Linked DNA regions of Sus scrofa: region 1 is linked to region 2. Evidence: chromatin contacts called from public HiChIP or PLAC-seq data. All regions are on one chromosome and are shown on one strand. Each heading gives the region's core, a stretch centred on a gene start, on an enhancer-like site or on the middle of the called end of the contact. The rest is flanking DNA. Distances are from core to core; before and after follow the strand shown.

What was found. HiChIP or PLAC-seq counts read pairs in DNA pulled down with a chosen protein or histone mark.
Region 1: an H3K27ac HiChIP or PLAC-seq map of alveolar macrophages shows a contact between it and region 2. The contact joins the enhancer-like site here to the promoter of SEZ6L2 in region 2. A contact is called at or near these places in 2 of 5 promoter capture datasets (fetal liver and liver), 10 of 47 Hi-C or Micro-C datasets (embryonic fibroblasts, fibroblasts, heart right ventricle and 5 more) and 1 of 2 datasets of contacts at active chromatin or transcription factors (alveolar macrophages).

What each region holds. Positions count from the first base shown.
Region 1 is chr3:17,990,329-17,996,877 of Sscrofa11.1, reverse strand. The region is part of intron 1 of QPRT (nicotinate-nucleotide pyrophosphorylase [carboxylating]); the gene reads right to left. Among named protein-coding and RNA genes, the nearest start is that of QPRT, 6.4 kb to the right of the region's middle. Within about 2 kb of position 1,732, at least 7 of the 83 cell types and tissues checked have an H3K27ac peak or open chromatin away from gene starts, as enhancers often do. A contact at or near this core is called in alveolar macrophages, where this site is marked.
Region 2 is chr3:18,117,820-18,125,090 of Sscrofa11.1, reverse strand. It overlaps SEZ6L2 (seizure 6-like protein 2), which reads left to right and starts at 5,569. Exons shown (of 19, transcript XM_003354543.4): 1 at 5,569-6,145; 2 at 7,091-7,222. The coding sequence starts at 6,067. It overlaps ASPHD1 (aspartate beta-hydroxylase domain-containing protein 1), which reads right to left and starts at 4,176. Exons shown (of 4, transcript XM_005655098.3): 1 at 3,462-4,176; 2 at 3,100-3,459; 3 at 1,378-1,491; 4 at 572-846. The coding sequence starts at 3,978. The coding sequence ends at 737. It overlaps KCTD13 (BTB/POZ domain-containing adapter for CUL3-mediated RhoA degradation protein 1), which reads left to right. Exons shown (of 6, transcript XM_021086431.1): 6 at 1-463.

The sequences.
Region 1 (6,549 bases), core at 483-2,982, 120 kb after region 2:
CGCTGAGCCATGGCAGGAATTCCAATGTTTGCTTTTTAAAGTGAATTTGAGGAGTTCCTGTCATGGCTCAGTGGTAACGAACCCACTAGTGTCCTTGAGGACACGGGTTTGATCCCTGGCCTTGATCAGTGGGTTAAGGATCTGGTATTGCCAGGAGTTGTGGTGGAGGTCGCAGACCCGGCTCGGATCCCACGTTGCTGTGGCTGTGGTGTAGGCCAGTGGCTATAGCTCCAATTCAACCCCTAGCCTGGGAACTTCCATATGCAGCAGGTGTGGCCCTAAAAAGATGAAAACAAAACAAACAATAAAGTGAATTTGAATCACTTTTAAAAAAAGAAAGCTCACTTTCATTGTATTAGCAACTCTCTCGACTTCTATCCATTTTTAATTTATTCTTTGGACAAATCTTTGTTGAGCACCTGCTCTGTACCAGGTATGAATCATTGGGTGCAGGAGTGGGCAGTTCTTTCTCTTAGCTTGTAGGGCTTTGCTTTTGCTGTCCCAGGGTTGTGCTTCTGCCTGGAAGTCCCTTCCCTCACCCTCACCCCAGACTCCCCCTTCACCTCTCACTCCTCTTCAGGCCATCTTAGACCTCACTCCTAGGAGGGGGCTGTCACAGACCCCCTACATCAGGTCGCATGCTCCCCCAGCTCCTGTCCTACCCTCCATGTCATCCTCTGCTGGCGTTTCCTCTCTGGGGCCACGAGGTCCACTGAGTTTTCTTTTTGCTTTTTAGGGCCACACCCGAGGCATATGGAGGTTCCCAGGCCAGGGGTGCAATTGGAGCTGTAGCTGCCGGCCTACACCACAGCCACAGCAACTCAGGATCTGAGCCGCGTCTTTGACCTTCACCACGGCTCACTGCAATGCCGGATCCTTAACCCACTGAGCGAGGCCAGGGATCGAACCTGCGTCCTCATGCTTCCTAGTTGGATTTGTTTCTGCTGCACCACAAGGGGAACTCCTCCACTGAGTTTTCTGCTGCAACCCAAGTGCCGAGCATTCTGACCCAGACACATGTGCTGCTTGCACAGGTCAATGTCAAATATTGGCAATTTCATATTGTTTAGTTTACTTTTTTTTTAATGGCCGAACCTGCAGCATATAGAAGTTCCCGGGCCAGTGACCAAATCTGAGCCACAGCCAGATCCTTTAACCCACTGCACCAGGTAAAGGACCAAACCCTCACCTCTGCAGCAACCCGAGCTGCTGCAGTTGCATTCTTTTTTTTTCTGGGCCGCACCCAAGGCATATAGAGGTTTCCAGGCTAGGGGTCCCATTGGAGCTAGAGCTGCCAGCCTACACCACAGCCACGCCAGATCCGAGCCACATCTGCGACCTACACCACAGCTCCCAGCAACTCCAGACCCTTAGCCCACTGACCAAGGCCAGAGATTAAACCCGCAACCTCATGGATACTTGTTGGGTTCGTTAACCGCTGCACCGCGACAGGAACTCCTGCAACTGGAGTCTTAACCCACTGTGTCACAGCGGGAACGCCCATATTTTTCAGTTTAATGCAAAATGTTTGATGGTACCTATCTAAGCAGAGAGGCCATACAGTGAAAGGGGCCACTCGAGCTGGGTCCCAGCACTGCCTCTTGTCACCTTTAGCTGAGTGATCTTGGGCAAGGGACGCAACCTTGCGGGGGCCCTTCGGTGTCCCAGCTTCACACTGGTCCTAGCCTCAGAGGCTCGTGGTGAAAATTAAGGAAGTGAATATCTGCAAAGCCCTCGAGAGCACCAGCGGGCACATAGGAGGCGTGTTTATCGACAGGGTGCCCAAAGCGTTTCCCAAGAGTCGTGGGAGAAAGAGGAAGAAATGACTAAACGTCCCTGAGAAACGGGGTAGGTTTAGTGGCCTTGAAGGATGAGTAATGTTTGCCAGCAGAGGTGGGGAGGTGAGGAGGAGGAGGAGGAAGGACAAGACATTTCGGACTGAAAGAGTGAGTGTTCAAGGTTCAAAAGCAAGAAAACAGAGAGGCGATGGGTTGGGGGGGCGGGGGGCGCTGAGGAGGATTCAGGGGAGAAATGTCACGAGGGGAGGCCAGGGTAGGAAAAAAAAAAAAAGACTAAACTAATAAGCTAAGGCATCTGGACAGAATTTTTTTTTTTTTTTTTTTTTTTTTTTTGTCTTTCTGCCTTTTCTAGGGCCGATCCCCCAGCACATGGAGGTTCCCAGGCTAGGGGTCAAATTGGAGCTGTAGCCACTGGCCTACACCAGAGCCACAGCAACATGGGATCCGAGCCACATCTGTGACCCACACCACAGCTCACGGCAACGCCAGATCCTTAACCCACTGAGCGAGACCAGGAATCGAACCCGCAACCTGATGGTTCCTAGTCGGATTTGTTAACCACTGCGCCACGACGGGAACTCCTGGACAGAGTTTTAAGCAAGGGAATGGTGCGGTGGTGATTTTGTTCTAGAAAGGTCACTTCGACCACCAACTGGAGAGGGGTTGGGAGGCAGATGGAGGCTGGGGCAACGGGCCCAGATGAAGGGTGATGAAGCCCTGCATTGGGCGGTAATGAGAGGAAGAGAGAGCAGGGGCAAACGGGAGCATTCTTTCTGAGGTAGAATATACCAGACTTGGCAGCTAAGAAGAGGTAGAGCCAGGGGTTTGTCCTTTTAGGGCTGCACCCATGGCATGTGGAAATTCCCAGGCTAGGGGCTGAATCAGAGCTACAGCTGCCAGCCTACAGCTACAGTTTTGACCTCCACCACAGCTCACAGCAACGCCGGATCCTTAGCCCACTGAGGGAAGTCAGGGATCGAACCCACATCCTCATGGATCCTAGTCTGATTGGTTTCCACTGTGCTACAATGGGAATTCCCTCCGGTAACAGCTGTAATTTGTAGCAGAGCTGAGAGCTTCTGAAGCGCAGGAAGAGACTAAGAGCTACCATACAAGGTTAAGGATTCGGTGTTGCCGTGACCTGCGGTGTAGGTCGCACATGCGGCTTGGATCCTGTGTTGCTGTGGCTGTGGCGTAGGCTGGCGGCTACAGCTCCGATTGGACCCTTTGCCTGGGAACCTCCATATGCCGCAGGTGCGGTGCTAAAAAGACAAAAAAAAAAAAAAAAAAAGCTGCCATACCTTGGTGCCTACAGATGCAGAGTACTTACTATCCACTGTCACAAATCCTACCTGCTCTTCTTCAGGGTAGAGACCAAGGCTTCATGGCAGAAAACCAAGGCTCAGAAATGGCAAAGGGGAGGAGTTCCCTGGTGGCCTAGTGGTTGGGAATCTGGCATTGTCGCTGCTGTGGTTCAGGTTACTGCTGTGGCGCAGGTTGGATCACTGGCCCCAGAACTTCCGCAGGCCAAAAAAAGAAAGAAAGAAACAGAGAAACACAAAGGGAAATTACCTAAAAAGCAGAGCTAGAAAATGATCAGCATGGGCCCTGGTCTTTCCGGTCCCCAGAGGGGTAGTTTTAGAACCACACCGCCTCCACCAGCAGGCGTTAGCTCTCTTGCATCCTTTTCAAGTCTTCGGTCCTGATCCCCCATTGGAGAGGCAGAAACGTTCACCAAAAAGAAATAAAGCTCCATGTTCCATTTGTGAAAAATAAATAAATACATCTGGTTTGCTTTAGGCACCGACTCGCATGCATTTCCAATAAAAGGCAAGCCTGGGGGAAGTTTCAAAAATAAGGGCTCTTGGAGTTCCCCTAGTGGCTCAGCGGTTAGCGAACCCAACTAGCATCCATGAGGACGAGGGTTCGATCCCTGGCCTCGCTCAGTGGGTTAAGGATCTGGCGTTGCCTTGAGCTGTGGTGTAGATCGAGGATGCGGCTTGGATCCCGAGTGGCTGTGGCTGTGGTGTAGGCTGGTGGCTGCAGTTCTGATGTGACCCCCCCCTAGCCTGGGAACTTCCATATGCTGTGGAAAAAGACAAAAGACAGAAAAAAAAAAACAAAAAAAGAAAGAAAAGAAGGGCTCTCCTGATTAGCCACTGATGCTGAAAGGAACTGAGGGTGGGGGTGGTGCAGGGCTGTTTTTGCAGCTGCCCAAGGAGAAGCTTCTGCACAGAGGAAACAACTGTAACAGCTGGTCCCCTTTTTATCTTTGCCGTTGTCATATGTAAAAACGCTCTCCAAAGGCCTAGACTTCGGAGATTACAGTGTTCTCTTGTGGGGTGTAACTATGATCTCTCAAGGCCATACTTTCTTAATTGGTTTTTCTAGAATTTTATTAACATTGGCCTCTCTGGTTTTGAAGGGATCCAAAGCATCTAGGGGAACTGCCTGCATGTCTCTCTTTACAAAGGAGGTAAAACGATACAGATAGGAGTTCCCTGGTGACTCCAGGGGCTGAGGATCTGGTGTTGCCACTGCTGTGGCACAGCTTCGATCCCTGGCGCTGTACGTCATGGGTGCAGCCGAACAACAAAAGGTACAGATAAACTGAAGATGCTGGGAGTTCCCGTCATGGCTCAGGGGTTAACAAACCCGACTAGGATATGTAAGGATGGGGGTTTGATCCCTAGCCTCGATCAGGGGGCTAAGGATCCGGTGTTGGCATGAGCTGCAGCGTAGGTGGCAGACACGGCTCGGATCTGGTGTTGCTGTGGCTGTGGTGTAGGCCGGCAGCAACAGCTCTGATTTGAGCCTTAGCCTGGGAACCCCCATGTGCCTCAGGTGCAGCCCTGAAGAACATCAACAAGAAAACCCACGGATTCTGGCATAATCTTTGAAGATGCCTCCCATACCTCAACTGGCACTCTAGCAATCTGGATTGCTGACTGATTTTGCCTGTGTCTCTATGTTGCCCTAACTAAACAGTGGCTCCACATGTGAAGGGACGGGGCCAGAAGCAGAGCTTTCATCCCTGTATCTTTTTTTTTTTGTCTTTTTTAGGGCCTCTCCTGCGGCATATGGAGGTTCCCAGGCTAGGGGTCAAATTGGAGATGTAGCTGCTGGCCTACACCAGAGCCACAGCAACTCGGGATCCAAGCCACGTCTGCAACCTACACCACAGCTCATGGCAACGCTGGATCCTTAACCCACTGAACAAGGTCAGGGATCGAACCCGCAACCTCATGGTTCCTAGTCAGATTCATTAACCACTGGGCCATGATGGGAACTCCCCCTGTATCTTTCTTTCCCTGTATCTTTCCTTCAGTCATTTAATAAATCCTTGTTGATGCCTTTGATGGATGGGCACAAAGGCAGCTTCTGCAAATGCACCCAAAACAAGTATCACGAGTTTTTGTTCTTAATTTGGTGTGTAACCATGTGTAACCTGTGCTTGCAGCAACAGTGACATGTATATGAGGCTGACACAGTGTTCCAGCTAATAGCAAGTAATGATGGTTTTCCCCAATTTACAGGAAAAAAAAATTAACTTCAATAGATAGACATAGTTTTCAAGGTTTTGCTTTGATAAGTTTACCTCTTTTTTTTTTTTTTCCTTTTCTTTTTTGGCTGTACCTGCAGTGTATGGAAGGTCCCTGGGGCCAGCAATCAAAATCTGAGCTGCAGCTGCTCCGCCACAGCTGCAGCAACACTGATCCCTAACCCGCTGCGCCACAGCAGGAACTCCCTGTAAGTTTTTGCTAAAACGGTGCTGCCTGCTACCATTTGTCTATAATAGAATCTGGAGAGACATCCTGTGTAATAAACAGCTAATACTTTGATGGTCCTTCCCAGGCACTGTTCCAAGCATTTTATATATATTAACACATTTAATCCTCACAACAACCCTCACGAAGTGGGGACTCTTATTATCCCCATTTTACAGATAAGGAAACTGAGGCACTGAAAAGGCAGGTAACTCGCCCAAAGTTCGCACAGATGGGAAACATGGAGTCAGGACCATCACCCCCCAGGCAGGCTGGCTCCAGAGTCCCCTCACTTAGCCCACATCACTACACTGAGCATTAAATTATATTTTAAATGTATATGTTTATTAATCAATATTCACAAAGTTCTACAAGCCACACCCAGGGTTCCAGCGTTCTGCCCCTGGACTGGTTCAAATCTCAGTTTCAGCGCCCATATGCTGGGCAACCCTTAGGCAATTCCCTAACCTCTCTGAAAGTTAGTTTCACGAGGAAATCACAGGGCTGCGGATGAGGAGAGAATGGGGTGAGTCATGTAAAGCCGCAGCCAATGACCCGCCAGGTGCCTTTAAACCCAGGGATCTGACTCTGGCAGCTTTGTTCTCCCATTTATTCATTTCTTGATCTGTTTGGCAAACACCAGATGGAGACAGAGGCTGGTGAGCACTGAAGCTTCCAGCTGAATATTCTTTTCTTTTCCCCTTCTCTCCCTTGAGAGGAGAAATGACCTCCGAATAGAGCCCAAGGAGATTGCCCATCACACAAGGGGTAAATGATCTCTAGGGTTTCAGAGCGAGGAGAGTTGACCTGTCATTAAGATACGAGCAATAAGAGAAGGCTCAGAAAGGCTGGCTCTGAGGAGTTCCCGTCGTGGTTCCGTGGTTAATGAATCTGACTAGGAACCATGAGGTTGCAGGTTCGATCCCTGACCTTGCTCAGGGGGTTAAGGATCCGGCGTTGCTGTGACCTGTCGCAGACGCAGC
Region 2 (7,271 bases), core at 4,320-6,819:
CCGACCTTTGCCCCGGCTTTGCTGGCCAAGTCGTGGGTCTTCCTGCCATCCCTTCGTTGCATGGTACCGTTCACTTTGGCCCTCTCCCGTCCATTCCCATCTCATTGCTAACCAGAGGGTGCATTCCAGCCCTTCCCCTCAAAGGCCTTCAGAAGGCCTGCATTCAGCCCCTCATCCTCGTCCTGCTCTCTTCCCTCCCCAGCTGGTTTAAAAGGATTTAGAACTCCCCGTCTCTTTTTTTAGTACCTCGTACATGCCAAAGTGTCAAGCCAGCCCCACTGCGTTTGGAGCCGCCTCCTCACCGCCGTGCAGGGTAGCGCACCTCCCTCCTCCCTCCCCACCATCCTCCCACCTCCTTAACTTTGTACGAGGCTGGCCTGGGCCTGCACCTGCTCAGCATCTTCTCGATCTGTTTCGTATTATTTATTTTAATTTTCTATTAAATTATTGGAATAAAGTTGAACTGAGCGTCTGGTGCTGGCTCCCAAGGAGAGGGCCAGGGAGACGGCTTGTCAGGGAGGTATCTGGTATCTCTCCTTGGGCTAGTAGCCGGGAATGAAGTAGTCAGGAGTGAGGAGAAGGTTTAAAATCTGTATTTCAGCGTTCACTGGCCAGTTCCCACCCTCAGCCCCCCACCCCCACCCCGTGCAATGGAGAGGTGGTCCTGGCTCCCACTCAAGCCGTCCCCGAGTGCAGCCTCTCGCCAGTCTAGGTGTCTGAAGGGGAACACCTTCCCTCAGGGGTCTGGTGCGAAGACAAAGTCAAGGGCCTGGCGTTCCGCCCCAGCCACATTGGGATGCCAGAGGTCCACGATGAAGACCACTCGAGGCCCATCTTCCGGAGAGCCTAGGGAACATGGGATGGAGACAGCTGAGCAGCTGACCTTAACTCCCTGTATGCTCCCCAAATACGAAAGCAAATCCTTTGTACGTAAGTGTCCGAAACTGTTCTAATCCCTTCTGAGTATTAACTCTTAATCATCCACACAAACTATGAGCTCGTACCCTAAATTATTCCCATTTTATACATAGTAATGGAGGCACACAGAGGCTAAATGACTCGCCCAAGGTCACACTGCTAAAAGCGCCCGAGGTAGGACAGGACCCCAGGTGGCCTAGGGCCCAGGTCTTGTGCTGTGGACCACTTTGCTATCCATGTGCATTCACTCAGTTCACCCTTGCAGTCGCCTGATGAAGAAGGTGGTGGGCCCGTTTCACAGGTGACTGGAGAAATGATGTGACTTGCACAAGGTCCTGCGACCGGAAAATGATGGTGTAGGACAGGAGGACAGTTGGGCCTGAGTCCTCCACAGCCTCTAGTCTGTTCCCTTTCACACTCTCGTCCCTCATCCTCCCAGCGGCCTGGGAGCCCCCTTACCATTATGAGCCACCGTGTGCAGGAAGGAGTCGTCCACCAGCAGGCAGTGTCCCTCAGCCCAGCACTGGGGCTCACCCCCAACCACCAGCTCACAGCCAGGGGGAATCTTCAGGCCTGTAGAAAGAGATCAGGGCCTCCAGCCCTCCTGCCTCCATCGAAGGAGCCCACCCCATTCAGTGAAACAGCAGACCGGAGGGTCTTACAGGCCAGGCTCTCTGGAAGGTGACCCACATACTGGATACAGTACTGGATGAAAGAAATGCTAGGTGATAGGGGGAAAGGCAGTGCAAAACACAGTCTGTCGTTTCAGAGAAAAGGGAAGCCTTCCTGAAGGAAGGAGCATCTCCCCTTGGGCTTCTCCTGGGCCCTCTCTCCTCAGAAGGCATAAAATGGATGGCTCCATCCTGCCAAGGGCCACACAGGTAAGTGCTGTGGGGAAACCGAGGAGCCAGCTCAAATAGTGGGAAATAGGACGACATCCCAGAGGGGGTGTGGCACCGGACAGTGTGAGTCGTGACGGCTAAGTAGGGGTTTCCCAAGAGGTGGTAAGGGGGAGAGACAGTCTAGGCTAAGAGCCTGTGTGTGGCATCTGCCAGGATCAGCCAAAAGGCCTTCATGATTTAGAGCGTGCCGGGAGGCATGGGAAAGAAGGGACCGGGTGAGAAATGAGAGAAAAGATCTGGGCTTGATCACATTCAACCAGCAGCACAGGAGATGATTTTAGGCAAAACAAGGTCATGACATTGAATGACAGAAAACAAGTTTTTTTTTCCCCCTCCCTATTTTCTTTCAATCTTTAAAATATAGAAAAGAAAATCTCAGTTTAGTGCCTCCCATAGCTTTAACATTGCTCTTTTTTTGGGAGTTCCCTTTGTGGCTCAGTGGTTAACGAACCTGGCTAGGATCCATGAGGATGAGGGTTCGCTCCCTGGCCCCGTTCAGTGGGTTAAGGATCCGGTGTTGCCGTGAGCTGTGGTGTAGGTCACAGACATGGCTCGGATCTCGCATTGCTGTGGCTATGGCGTAGGCTGGCAGCTGTAGCTCTGATTCGGCCCCTAGCCTGGGAGCCTCCGTATGCCACCAGTGAGACCCTAAAAACAAAGAACAAAAAAAATTGCTCTTTTTTAAAGGAGGAGAGTGGAGGCTTTAGTCTCAGACTGGAGTATTTTTGCTAGAATTTTTAAGCTTGCTTTTTAAAATTTAAATTTGTTTTTATGAATAATTTCTTTTTAAGGTAATTAGTCCTGATTATCGTTATTCTATAAAGATTCCTTTAAGAAGTAACAATTCATATCGCTCCTACATTTACAGTGTGCAGGGTATTTTGTTGTTATTTTGGCCGTGCCTTTGGCATACGGAAGTTCCCAGATCAGGGATCTAACCTGAGCCACGAGAGTGACATCGCTAAGTCCTTAACTGGTAGGCCACCAGGGAACTCCTAAAGATTCCTTTTAAAATAAGTAAAACAAAATGGGAGGGGCGAGGAGAGAAAACGAAGAAACAGAGGACAGGTGGTAAATGACTCTGGGAAAGCGTATGAAGATGGTTTGCAGAGCACTGAGGCTCAGGAAATGCTACTGTAGACAACAGGGAGTCATGGAAGATTTCTGAGAGGAAAGGCATGATCAGAAACAGGGTAAAAGATCAGGTGGCAGAGAAAAGGAGAGTCTGGAGGGGGAATTGTGGCAGCAAGAAGGTTGTCTGTAAGCAGCATCTACTTACCCAGATGGCATCTGACCCGGGCATTGGTGGGCCCACAGCGGCCCTCAAGCCGGGCCCCAGGCAGGAGGACAGAAAAGCCAGCATTGCCGAAGGTGTTGGCACTCATAAAGCTTCGCAGCCCCCTCAGTGCCCGATAGGCCCCAGGGCACCGGCGGCAGTTGCTGGGTTGGCACCGGCCTGCTTGGTACAGCAGGAGCTGGTAGCACCCAGGGGCCAGTGGTGGGGACCAGCCCCGAGGCAGAGGGGTAGTCCCTGAGAAGTCCCAGCTCACAGCCCCAAAGTCCCGCAAAATGGCAGGGAAGCTGCTCTCCAGGAGCTCCACGTCATGCCGCTGGGCATCCCGTGGCACAAAGGGGCTGAGGGCAGGTCTGGCAGGAAAAGCAGGCCTGGGCGCTGAATGCCCAGGACCCCTGGCCCTCCCCCAGGGCCTGGGCCCCCCTGAGCCGCCCGCCTCACCCTACCCATCCCAGCCCAAGAGTAGCGCCTGGCGTAGGCCCGAAGGCGACGGCTCACTAGGCCTTCTGTCCTGTGTCCTTCCCCAGACTCCCCAGAGCTCCCTGGGCTTGGCCTGCCACCTTCAGAGCACCCCCCAGGCCCACCACTGCCAGCCCTAGCCTGACTCCCAGCCTCCAGGGCCTGCAAGTCTTGGGAGCCCAGGCGGTAGCAGTACCAGAGAAACAGGGAAGTGAGGGCGCCAAGGAGCAGGGTGAGGGCAGAGGAGGCCAGAGGCAGTGGCCATGTGGGCATGAGGGGCAGAGAGGCCCTGGCCAAGAGACCTGGGGCATCTTCCAGACCCCAGTTCCCCTGTCCCCCCAGTTCTCCACCGGTTCCCTCCACGGCTGCTCCCTGGTGACCCGCTAGGCTGTTTCCCTTCCACATTCCCACCTGCTTCTCTCTCCTTCTGAGGGCCTCTCTCCACCTTGTAGCTCCCTCTTTCTCCCTTCCTTCATGTACCCCTTAACCCTCCTTCCCTTTCTCTCTGTCCTCGCCCCTCCTATCTCTTCCTTCTCCTTCCAACTCTTTCCTCTTTCTCTTTTGCCCCTTTTCTCCTCTACTTTCTCCTCCCAGTAGTTTCCTCTCTCTCCCTCAGTCTCCTTTCTCCACTGTCTCCCCCTCTCTTCTCTCCTCCCTCTACCCCCCCCACCTATCTCTTCGCTTTATCCTTCCCTCCCCCTCCCCCTTGCCTTCTAGCTCCCCTAGACTGCAGTTCCTACCCCACCTGGACCCGCAGCCCCGGGAACCCGCAACCAGCCGTCGGGAACCCGCAACCAGCCGTCCTCCGCAGCGACTTCTCTCTCTCCTTCCAACCCCCTCTCCTTCTTGCCCTTGCTTCTCACTCGACCCGACCCGCGGGTTCTCTCTCTCTCTCCCTCTCCCTCTCCCTCGCTCGCTCTCTCTCCTACTCGCTCCTTCCTTGGCTCCCACTCACCCTGACGTCACCCCTCCCCACAGTCCTCTCAGCTTAGCTACCCCCGCCCTCGCCCAGTGGCCGCGGCAACTCAGCCGGGTTGAAGGCGGGGGGTGGGGTGGTCTCCGGATTTGCCTCCCCCGGCCCGGACCGGGTGCCACGTGGGGTTCAGGGGGCACAACGCCAACCTCCAGCGCCCCGCAATGCGAAAAAGGGGCGGGGCTGGTGGAGGGGCGGGGCAATCTAAGGGGCGGGGCAAGCGCGCCGACCGATGGACGAGGCTGGCGGTCTCAGACTGCAGACGGGGGACACTGCGGCCTGTCCGTGGGTCAGCCGATCCCTCGACCAGTCGGCCTGTGATTCCACCTCCCCCTTCGCCTTCACAAAGCCAGCCCCGGGAGGGAGCCTGATAGATAATGAAGGCGGCTTCAGCCAATCGCCTACTGCGCCGGGCTCCAGGCGCGCTCAGGCGGGCCGAGAAGAGCTGTCCGCTCTTGTGGTGCTGAAAAGGGTGCTCCAGAGGCCCTGAGATGAGACCAGGAGGAAAAAAAAAAAAAAAAAATCAAAGTTGAAGCCACCAGGCGGCTGGCTGGGGTCGTGTTGTACGTTAGAAGAGGGGTCTTCCCTCCCCAGATCCCAGCCTGTCACCCCTTAGGTTTCTCACAAACGTAGGAACTTGCCATTCTTCTGGAGGAGGGGAAAACCCATTCCACATGAGCTTCTGTGAAAGCCACGTCCCATGGAGTGGGCCGGGGGCATACTGGGGGGCTGAGCAGGCGCGAACCCAGCTATGCTGTCCCTCGGTACCCTGTGAAGAGAAGACTCAGATTCCAAATGTGCTGGAATGGCTGGGGGAGGGGTATAATTACTGCTGGAACCAGAGTTTCCTTTCCCTCCCCTAGGGGCCGCGGGAGTGAGGATTACGACCCTGGCTCTAGTGGTCCCTCCTTCTTCCATCTGCACTTCCTCCCCCTCCTCCTCCCCCACCGCCCCCAAATAAATCCCAGGCCCCTCCCTTCGCCCGTCCCCAGGATCTGACGTGGGCACGACACCTTTCTCAGCTTCTCCCTCCCGCAGCTCCAGTGCCCAAGCCTCGGCTTTCCAGGTTCTGCAACCCCCTCCCCTCCCCGCCAAGCCTCACTTGAGCACAGTAGGGACCCTTCCTATACTCGACCCCACCCTAGGTCCCCGGAAGCTGTTTTGCCTTTCCCCACTCCCCCAGCTTAGAATCCAGCCAGCCCAGCGGACCCAAGCGCTCGATCAAGAGGACCCAGGCGACCCGGCTCCTTCGCCCTTCCCGGCCCCACCCCCTGCAGCCAGAGCCGCGCCCCCTCTCCTACAGACCCGAGAGCTGAGGACAGAGGAGACTGGGCAAAGAGGGGAGGGCTCCAAGCCCAGCCAGCTCTGCCCCTTCGTTCCAAGGGGCAGAGAAATTGTCTTCCTTGCTAACTGCTGGGGGGGGGGGGGAAATTAATAGGAAAGATAAAAGGAGACCGACGAAAGGTGACAGTTGGATTATTTAGGAGAGGCACGGAAGAGAGAAATCGGTGTGAGTCGCCATGGGGACTCCCAGGGCCCAGCATCCACCGCCTCCCCAGCTGCTGTTCCTATTTCTGCTGAGCTGTCCCTGGATTCAGGGTAAGGACATTGATGCATGGGGGTGGGCCCCGAGAAGGCCCCCAGCACGGTCCCCTACCTTCCTTTCTCTGAACATCCTGTGCCTTTTGAGCTCCTGGGGGAGGGGAGGGGCACAGCCATCGCGGAAGGGGCCAGCCGAGGCTTTCCTCTTGTGCCTGGAGCTCCTAACCTCCTATATTGAGGAGGTGGGAAAATGACTGACAGGAGTTTTTAGCCGAGTCTCAGGCATTCAATTCAGAAAAAGGGGCTGGGAAAGTTGGGGGGGGGTGTCTGCGGAGGCAGCAGAAGCAGGCAGGGTAGCTGGGTGGGAGATAGAGGTGTGGGAAAGATGCCAGGCACTGCACATACAAATGTTCTTGGATGTGTGGACAAAGACAGATGAACAGAGGCAATGCTCAGAGGCCAGATATTCAGTCCCCCACTCTGACCCCCCAGCAAGACTCCAGGGAAGGGGACAGAGACTGCAGAGAAGGAAAGGGAGGGAGGACTGGAGGGTGAGAGGAAGGAAGAAAGAGAGAGAGAGAGAAACCACACTGCAGGGACAGAAACCCAAAGAGAAAGCTGGGCACTGCGGAAGCAAGGGTTGGGAGGTGCTGCTAGACCCTCTGCGGAGCCCCAGGGTTGCGGGGAGAGCACCAGTGAGAGGAGAATGCGGGCAGCACCCTGCCTCTTCTCCACCCTGCTGACGTTAGCCAAGGTTCCTCAGAGCTGAGGTGCTCACCGAAGGCCCACTCAGCCTGGGGGAGAAGGGAGAGAGGAAGGTGTAGGAGTGTGATGGGCAGCTGGGAGCCCCTCCTCCAGTCTTGGCTCTCAGCCCAGCCTGGGACCCTCTGAGCTCCTGCAGGCCCAGCTGACTGAGGAGGGAGGAAGAGCTCTGGAAAAGATCTTTCTGGAGAAGGAAGGAGTGTGGGGCAGTGAAAGAGCTCACACAACTTCATCTCCTAGGTCTGCCCCTGAAGGAAGAGGAGGCACTGCTGGAGCCTGGAAGCGAGACCCCCACAGTAGCCTCTGAGGCCTTGGCGGAGCTGCTCCACGGGGCCCTGCTGAGGAGGGGTCCAGAGATGGGCTACCTGCCCGGTAAGGCCCCCAGAGTGACAGCAGTAACGTAGAAGCAGAGGGAGAAATG